Linked DNA regions of Macaca fascicularis: region 1 is linked to region 2. A link is a contact called in public Hi-C data. All regions are on one chromosome and are shown on one strand. The core of a region is the stretch at or near the end of the contact, and the rest is flanking DNA. Distances in the headings are between cores, read along the strand shown.

Region 1 (4,830 bases), core at 196-2,695, 140 kb after region 2:
GTCTTGCTCTGTCACCCAGGCTGGAATGCAGTGGTGCAAACATGGCTCACTGCAGCCTCAACTTCCGCAGCTCAGGTGATCCTCCTGCCTCAGTATCCTAGGTAGCTGGGACCACCACACGCACAGGTGTGAACCACCATACCCAGCTAGTTTTTAATTTTTTTTTCTGTAGAGACATGGTCTCCCTTTGTTGCCCAGGCTGGTCTTGAACTCCTGGGGTCAAGTAATCCTCCCACCTCGGCCTTCCAAAGTGTTGGGATTACAGGCGTGAGCCACCGTGCCCGGCCTCTATTGAGTTTTAATCTCCGTTTACTTCACTATCACCTTCAGGATTTCAGATCTCCAGAGACCACCAAGGTGCATGGTGCACAGGTCTGAATTGCAGGTTGAATCTCAATTTAGTATTAGTATTCCCCAACGCGACTACAGAACTGATTTTTTTTTTTTTTTTTTTTTGAGACGGAGTCTGGCTCTGTTGCCCAGGCTGGAGTGCAGTGGCTGGATCTCAGCTCACTGCAAGCCCCGCCTCCCGGGTTCACGCCATTCTCCTGCCTCAGCCTCCCGAGTAGCTGGGAGTACAGGCAACCGCCACCTCGCCCGGCTAATTTTTTTTGTATTTTAGTAGAGATGGGGTTTCACCGTGTTAGCCAGTATGGTCTCGATCTCCTGACCTCATGATCCGCCCGTCTCGGCCTCCCAAAGTGCTGGGATTACAGGCTTGAGCCACCGCGCCCGGCCCGAACTGATTATTACTATTTTTTTTTTTTTTTTTTTTTTTTTGAGATGGAGTCTTGCACCGTCCCCCGGGCTAGAGTCCAATGGTGCGATCCTGGCTCACTGCAACCTCCGCCTCCCGGGTTCAAGCGATTCTCCTGCCTCAGACTTCTAAGTAGCTGGGATTACAGGCACCCGCCCACCACGCCCAGCTGATTTTGTTAGCCAGAATGGTCTCAATCTCTTGACCTAGTGATCCGCCCGCCTCAGCCTCCCCAAGTGCTGGGATTACAGGCATGAGCCACCACGCCCGGCCCAGAACTGATTATTAACCCAGCTCAGTGACCTTTAGAGAGCACCTTAAACCAGCTGAGCCTCTGTTTGTTCATCTGAATGGGTATTGTCAACAGCACTCACTTACAAGAGTTGTTGAGAAGATCCAACGAGACAATAGTTGCTAAAGTGCCAGGCATGCAGCAGTGCTTAAGAAACTTCTCACCCTGGGTTTTTTATTGGTATTGATTGATGTAGAGATGGGGGAGAAGATCAAAGACAAGGATTGAGAATCAGGGATGGGAAAAGCAGTGGGCCACTGACAGCCGCTCTGCCTGGCTGGGAGGTGGGGTGGGGAAAGTGGGCGGGAGCTGCTCCTGGGCCTGGCCCACCCAGATCACCCCTCCGGGCTGCAGGCCTGTGCGTCTGCATCCGGTGGCCACAGAGCAACTTCCTCTAGAGGGAGCTGATTGGAGCCGGTTGCCGCTGGCACCTCTATGATCACTGGAGTCTCGCGGGTCCCTCAGGCAGCACAGGGACAAGCAAAGGCTACATCCAGATGCCAGGAATGCACTGACGCCTGTTCCTGGAAGCCGAGCTCCCACTCAGCCCCTGGGAGCAGCAGCCGCCAGCCCCTCGGGACCTCTCTCTCTGCCCTGCTGAGCCACCCGGGTTGGGCCAGGATCCTGGCAGGTAAGCTGGAAGGGTCCTGCCCGTCCTCCCAAATCTCAGCAGCCCCAGCCCCAGGGTGGGGCAGGGAGCCTGCCAGGAGCCGGGTGGGGAAGGGGAAGCTCAAAGCTTACCTGGGCAGGTCCGCCTGCCCGGCTGGGGACCTGATCGTGGCAAGCCTACTTCTGGCTGCCCCTCACAGCTTCCCCTCTTGCCCCAGCCCTGGATGCCGGAGAACTGTGAGAACTGGGTCCTTTAACAGTCTGGGAGATGGGGGTGGAGGTCAGAGCCAAGGTCAAGGGCAGAGAGAGAACTTTCTCAGCGCTTCCTGCTGCCCAACATCCCTAGACTGGGTCCAGGGCCTGGCCAGGCATGTATCCCTGGGGAACATTCATCAGGGCCCAGCAAGCCCAGGAAGTCGGGGGTGGCTCCCCTCACCGGGAATTTAGGCCACTTGGATTGGGGGACAGAGCTAGGCCTGAGTCAGCATAGGTTGCTGGCCTTGGGGGGTGTCCTGAGGCTCTACCTGCTCCCCTCAGGAGCCTGGGTTGTTGGTAGAGGGAGTTGGGGGTGCCGTCAGCATCCTCTGGCCCTACTGTCCTGAGGGTGCTGGGTTCTGGAGACTGGGGAAGAAGGAAGGCCATCTTATTTAAGGAGCTCCGGGGGGGTGGGGGTTTTATTTTTTGTTTTTTGAGACAGAGTCTCACTCTGTTGCCCAGGGTCGAGTGCAGTGGCGCGATTTCGGCTCACTGCAACCTCTGCCTCCCAGGTTCAACCGATTCTCCTGCCTCAGCCTCCCGAGTAGTTGGGACTACAGGCGTGCGCCACCATGCCCAGCTAATTTTTGTATTTTTAGTAGAGACGGCGTTTCATTATGTTGGCCAGGCTGGTCTTGAACTCCTGACCTCGTGGGCCACTGTGCCCGGCTGCAAAGTTCTGTTTTAACAAGGCCTTGCCCCTAGAGGTGGAGGAAAGGAGAGTCTGCCTTCGCCCTGTCCGTGTCCGGCAGAGCAAGGAGTGGGGAGCTGGGTGAGGGCACAGGTGGTCCAGTCCTCCTCCACCCCTTCTCGAGAGCTCTTGGGGCAGTTTCGAAAACACTCCCAGGCCTAGCGGAAGGAGGGTGGGCGAAGGTCCCCAGGCCCTGGGCGGTGGGGGTGGGGCTGTGTGCTTGGCCCAGGGTGGGGCTGCACACCCCCTGCCTCTGAGATAGGAGGAGGGCGCTTTCCTTCTGAGGGCCGGAGGGTGCCTGGGGAAATGGGGCTCTGGGAGGGGTGCAAACTGAAAGTGAAACAGCTGACATCCAGGAAACGCCCTGATGAGGGGTCACAGCACGTTGGTGCTGCGGTCGGGACCAGGCAAAGAGGAAAGTTGGCTGGGGACAGAAGACTAGGTGTGTGGTGGGAATACGAGGCAGGTTGTGGGGCTTCGAAGAAGGCCCTGATCCTGAGGGCTCCCTCCGGTCACTGCAAGGCAGGGGTGAGGAAGGCACAGGCAGGAGGTAAACAGGGAAAGTTGCCCTGAGAAGGGACACCCTCTGAGGTCCACAAACAAGAAGAAATCTTAAATGCTTGTTGAGTACATGGACTCATGGAGATTCAGACAAACAACCCGACTTTCCGTCACTAATGATGTGACCTCGGGCACTCAACTCTTTATGCCTCACTTTTCCAGGCTGCAAAGTGGGTATGATGGTGCTCACCCTGCTGGGTTCATGTGAGTTTTCAATGTTCAACACCCAGAGTGCTCCTAAGTGGGAGAGTATATCTTAGGCTCTCAGGAAATGTTTGCGGCTAACAGCCCAGAGTTAAAAAACAGGTGTGTTCTGACCAGCCAGAGGGAAGTAGGGCCTCTGAGGGCAGCCTTCATGGGCCATTGGCTGGGCAGTGGCTCGCTTGCAATAAGCATGTGCTGGGTGGGCTGCAGGAGGCCCCAGGAACAGCTAAAACCCCCCAGGCTCTTGCCCCAGGAGTGGTATGAGCTTGAGAGCCAGCGGGCACTGCTGCAGCCACACTCTCCTCGAGGGTGCAGATACCTCAGTCTGCCCTTGGCTGCCTCACCTTCTTACCCTGTCTCCCTCGAAGGGTCACCAGTGAAGTGCTCAGAAGTTGTTTCCTCCCAGCAGACTTCACTGGGACCCATGCTGGAGTGAGAATAAAAAGTCCCAGAGGAAGCCAGGCACAGTGGCTCACACCCGTAATCCCAGCACTTTGGAAAGCAGAGGCAGACTCACAGGTCAGGAGTTTGAGACCAGCCTGGCCAAAGTCCCAGAGGACTGAGGGCCTTTCTGGGAATGGGGAACCCTCTCTCCTATGTGGACATGGCAACCTGTCTGGGGTCCCCAATCACAGGTCCATGCTCACCCCATCTCTGCTTTTTCTCGCCCATCCCCGCAGGCTGACCCCGTCCTCCACTGAGACCTGAAAAATGGCTTCGGGACAAGGCCCAGGTCCTCCCAGGCAGGAATGCGGAGAGCCTGCCCTGCCCTCTGCTTCTGGTAAGGGTCTTCCTGCCCCTCACCCATCCCATAACCATGAGTGCTGTCATAAGGATGGAAGGAGCAGGACTCAGAGGCAGGCTCCTTCACCTCGGTTCACCCACTGTGGGTGGGAACCCACGGGCTCAGAGGCTGAAGCTGCTGTCAAGGTTAAGCCTGGGAGGGGGAGGAGTCTGGACTGGGGAGGGCCTGGAGGTTGGGAGAGGCCAGGAAGTGAGTGTAAGGTGGGCACAGTGCCACCGGAGCAGAGGGCGGGGTCAGGGGCGAGGGAGGCAGGAAGTAGAGTGAGGTCTGGCTGCTGTATCCCTCCAGCTGGAGAAATAAGGAAGTAAGCTGGCCAATCACCCAGTCAGGTCTGCTCAACAGGGAACGCAATTATTGTGACTTGGGGAGGAAGTAAGATGGCTGCCCTCCTTCCTTCTTCCCAGGGGACAGCCAGGGAAGCCCCAGCTCACACCCCACGGTGGGCTGTTCCCTGGACTTGGGAATCAGCTCCCAGGTCTGTCACTATCTCCCTGTGTGACTTTTCTGGGTTGAGGCTACAATTTCAGATTTTGTTTCCCACATTTCCCTGCACACAAAGGGCTGCGGAGCTGAGATGTACTAACGTAGACTCAAGAGCCCAAATGCCCGGGACTGTCCCAGCTCCCCGGCTTGTTCTGGCTATATGATCTTGCACA
Region 2 (4,813 bases), core at 2,277-4,776:
CAGTGGTGTAATCACAGCTCACTACAGCCTCTGACTCCTGGGTTCAAAGCAGTCCAGCCATCCTCCTACACAGCTAAGACTACAGGTGTGCACCACCACATCTGCCTAATATTTTAAATTTTTTGGAGAGATGGGGGTGTCTCACCATATGGCCCAGGCTGGTCTCGAACTCCTGGGCTCAAGTGATCCTCCCGCCTCCAAGTAGCTGTGACTACAGGCGCAAGCCACCATGCCTGGCCTTAACAATTTTTTAACAAAGGGCTTTACATTTTCATTTTGCACTGGGCCCCAGAAAATTATACTGATAGAGTGATCAGGGCTATAGATCAGTGAGTGAATGAATGAATGAATGAATGAATGAATGAATGAATGAATGAGCAAGCCTACATTCCAACCAGGTCTGTCAGACTCCAAAACCCTACTACTTAACCACCATACCAAACAAGCTTCCATATGGAGGAAAAGAGGTGGGCAGGGCAGTCAGAACCAGGGACTATCACAGCCTGAGCGAGAAGAAGCTAGGGTACAGGGGAAGGGAGCACCTTAAGAGGAAGCATCTGTTTGCGCTTCCTCTGGAGCCCAGCGTTCTTCTCAACCTCTCATTGTCCTTGCACCTCAAGCAGCATGAAAACCATTTGCTGCCACCTAATGTTACTTTTTGGTTGCCTAAGACAGAGGGACCTTGGCCCTGCCTTCCAGGACAGATGTGGACCAGCCAGGTGCTCTTTAAAGTTACAGCTATGAGAGCACCTCGGGGCAGCCAGCACAGCCCTAGGTGCCTGGACTTTGATAACAGATACAATTCTTGTCCTTTGTACCTCAGGGCTGTCATCAAAACTACATGGCTATGAGGTGAGGATGGAGCAGGGAGAGACTGTTGGGCTGGGAACCTGGGGAGGTTAATCAGGGGAGCTTTCTGGAGGAGGTGTCCTTGGGCGCCTCATTTTCCACTCCCCCTGACCTCTCCTTACCTCAGGCGGGCATCACACATTCTGGTCCCCAGAGGTTTTCCTTCAGTGGTTTACTCTTAACATCTTCGGAACAGTTAAAGTCATTCCAGTTAAAATCACCCACTGATCTTTCCTCAAATTAAACTCCTCCCTCTCTTTCCCACTGCCACCCCAGGCCTGCCTCTGGTTATTCTTGGAGCCATCCCTGATCTTCTCCCACTCTCCTCTGAACAGCAGGCCTGTGTTTCTCCAAACTTTCTAGCATTGTCTAACACTTCAGTTAAAGCTCTTGTCATCTGTAACTTTATGTCCTGGTTATGTACACATTCCCAGACTTGGCTGTCAACTTCTTGAAGGCAGGACTCTCCTAGATTTACCTTTAAAATGTAGGTAGGGCAAGAAGGAAAAGGTTTGGAGGAAGCAAAGTTTTGTACACATTGGATGGTCTTGGCTAAATACAGGACAGTAGAGATACACTGAGGCTTCCTTATGAAAAATGCAGATGGTGGGACAGTCTTTTGAGAACAAAAATCAGTTCACATGGTGATGTAGCTAGAGACATATAAGAGAAGACTTGGTAAAACAAACACATTTTAACGGGAGAAAGTATTTTGAAATCACATAGCTGTCAAGGAATTAATATCTGGAATATACAAAGAACTCCTAAAACTCAATAACAACAACAACAAAAAAAAACCCGATTAAAAACAGGTAAAGGACTTGAACAGGTATTTCTCTGAAGATATACAAATGGCTAAGCACATAAAAAGATACTCAATATCACTAATCATTAGAGAAACACAACTCAAAGCTACATTGAGATACAGCTCTCACCCATTACGATGGTTACTATCAAAAAACCAGAAAATAACAAATGTTGGTAAGGATGTGGAGAAATTGGAACCCTTGTGCACTGGTGGTGGGAGTGTAAAATGGTGCAGCTGCTGTGGAAGACAGTATGGCAGTTCCTCAAAAAACTTAAAATAGAATTACCATATGATCCAGCAATTCCACTTCTGGGTATATACCAAAAGAGTTGAAAGCAAAGTCTTGAGATGTCTGTACATCCATGTTCATAGCAGCATTACTCACAAGAGCTAAAACATGGAGGCAACCTAAGTGTCTATCAATGGATGCATAAACAAAATGTAGGACATACACGCAACGGAGTATTACTCAGCCTTAAAAAGGAAGGAAATTCTGACATATACTACAAAATGAATGAACCTTGAGGTGAAGATATTATGCTAAGCAAAATAAGCCAGTCGCAAAAATATTGCAGGATTCCACTTACATGAGGTACCTAGAGTAGTCAAAATCATACAGACAAAATAGAACGGTCGTTGCCAGGGGCTGGGGGGAGAGGGGGGAATGGGGATTTATTGTTCAATGAGTATAGAGTTTCAGTTTTACAAGAGTTAGGGAGATGGTGTGATGGCTGCACAATATTATTCAGTGCTATTTCATACCTATGAACTGTACACTTAAAAATGGCTGGCCGGGCACCGTGGCTCACTCCTGTAATCCCAGCACTTTGGGAGGCCGAGGCAGGCGGATCACCTGAGGTCAGGAGTTCCAGACCAGTCTGGCCAACATGGCAAAACGCCATCCCTACTAAAAATACAAAACATAGCCGGGCATGGTGGCGGGCCGCCTATAATCCCGGCTACTCCGGAGGCTGAGACAGGAGAATCACTTGAACCCGGGAGGCAGAGGTTGCGCCATTCACTGCACTCCAGTCTGGGTGACAGAGCAAGACTCTATCTCAAAAAAAAAAAGGTTAAGGCCAGGTGTGGTGGCTCACACCTGTAATCCCAGCACTTTGGGAGGCCAAGGTGGGAGGATCACTTGAGCCCAGGAGTTTGAGACCAGCCTGGGCCACATAGCAAGACCTTGTCTAAAACAAAATGGTTAAGATAGTAAATTTTGTTATGCGTATTTTACCACAATACAAAATTAATAAATTGTAAAAAAAAAAAACAAAAAAACAGTTTTTCTGAATCAACCCAGTTCGCATTGCTCATTCTAGAAAACCTGGGCCTCCCAGAGAAAAATGTTTGGCTTATGAGGGGTAGGAAGGGGGGAACAGAAGGGATACTAGCAGGGACTGGGCAGAGAGGAACAAGAACTAGGAAGCACTAAAGAAGGAACTGCGGCAGAGTACCAAGGGATAGTGACAAGTACAGGGGCACACACGAACAACGTTCAAACACATCTTCATCCAGTAACCTGTATTTACATGCAAATGTATTGGTTTATGCAAAACAGCGGAGGCCTCGGAGGAGGGTTTTTTAGTCTCAAGCTTGTGCAGTCATTGAAAAAGAGAAGCAAAGCTGTCCCTCAGGTACTCCACGTCCGCCTTGCCCCTGGGAGCTGGGCCGGTTCCAGGAGGAGGACGACTGAATTAGCTCGCTTTGCAGAGAAAGGCGAGCAGCGCCCCTACCCGGAGAGTAACTGGGCGCCTGCAAAGTCGCGCATGCCCACTTCGGCCTCCCGCCCCACTCCTAAGGCGGCGAGACTTAGTGCGCAAGTACCATCCATTGGCGGCGACTCCTCCCCCTAAGGCGGGAACACACGGGGCCCAAAATGGCGGCCAGCCGGTACCGGCGTTTTCTTAAGCTCTGTGAGGAATGGCCAGTGGACGAGACCAAACGGGGCCGGGACTTGGGCGCTTACCTGCGACAGCGGGTAGCACAGGCCTTTCGGGAGGGAGAGAATACCCAGGTGACCGGCGGGGAGGCGGCTGGGACGAGGGGAGGAAAGGACGAGGCAGGGGCGGGGCCAGCTAGCGCGCTATCAGCGGGATCTGCGCATGCGCGCGTCCTCCTTCCAGGCCGCACGTGAGCGCAGACCCCCGTTTCTCCCCAGGGAGCTACTGAGAGCTACGCTCTTTCTACTCAGCGCTCTCCCCCCGCTGCACTTTGGAATTGCCGAGGAAGCTTTTTTAAAACTCCAGATGGGCCGGGCGCGGTGGTTCACACCTATAATCCCAGCACTCTGAGAGGCGGAGGCGGGAGGATCGCTTGAGCCCAGGAGGTCAGCCTGGGCAACATAGTGGGACTCCGTCTCCGCAAATCAAAAAACAAACAAAAACTTAAGATACAGAATCTCTAGGGGTGGGATCTTGACCTCAGTGTTTTAAAAGCTCTCCAGGTGATTCAAGGTGCAGACAGTTGAGATCCACAACACCAGTGGCAGCTGGTGACAGCCTCAGCTTTTTGCTCCCGTGTCACGGTAACGTTACCTCATTATCTCGCAGTGTTGTGTATTGACTGAGCTAATCCCCAGTAAACTGCAGGTCCCGGCTAAGCGTTTGCGTTCTTCCTGAGCCCTGTAAGCCTGTGCAGCAGGTTTGGGTCCTCAGCTCATGTAGCTGTGTGTGAGTAGTAGGCCTACGTTCTTGCTCTCCTCCAGGTTGGCGCTGCAGCTCTGCGATTCATTCGTTCATATAGCTCGTATTTATTGAGCACCTACCATATGCCTGGAGCAGTGCTAGGGAAACAGCAGTGTAAAACAGGTGAAGTCCTGCCCGCATGAAGTTTTACATTGTAGTTCAGGACACAATAAACAAGTAGGTCTACATAAGACAGATAAGTACTGTGATCAATAGAAAATAGGGTAGCATGATAAAAGAGTAATGTTATTAGTCGGGTCTTTCTGAGGAGATGACACATAGGTAAGACCTAAGGCAAGAGGATGAGCCAGCCATGTACACTTGGCGGGAAGGACATTCCAGACACTGCGCATGCCCAAAGGCAGGAGGCAGATTGACATGTTCCAGGACAGAAAGAAAGCCAGAATGGCTGCAGGGTAGTGAGTAAGGTGGAGTTTGCTAAGGTGGAGGTCAGGAGCCAGACACAGTA

What was found. Hi-C and Micro-C count contacts between places; a contact is called where the count stands out from the background.
Region 1: a contact with region 2 is called in a Hi-C map of liver, with 3 times the contacts expected there. The contact joins the promoter of BAK1 here to the promoter of UQCC2 in region 2. A contact is called at or near these places in 2 of 2 Hi-C or Micro-C datasets (liver and skeletal muscle).

Annotation. Positions count from the first base shown.
Region 1 is chr4:138,116,503-138,121,332 of T2T-MFA8v1.1, forward strand. It overlaps BAK1 (BCL2 antagonist/killer 1), which reads left to right and starts at 1,446. Exons shown (of 7, transcript XR_012433899.1): 1 at 1,446-1,680; 2 at 4,050-4,150.
Region 2 is chr4:137,977,070-137,981,882 of T2T-MFA8v1.1, forward strand. It overlaps UQCC2 (ubiquinol-cytochrome c reductase complex assembly factor 2), which reads left to right and starts at 3,527. Exons shown (of 4, transcript XM_005553282.4): 1 at 3,527-3,674. The coding sequence starts at 3,537.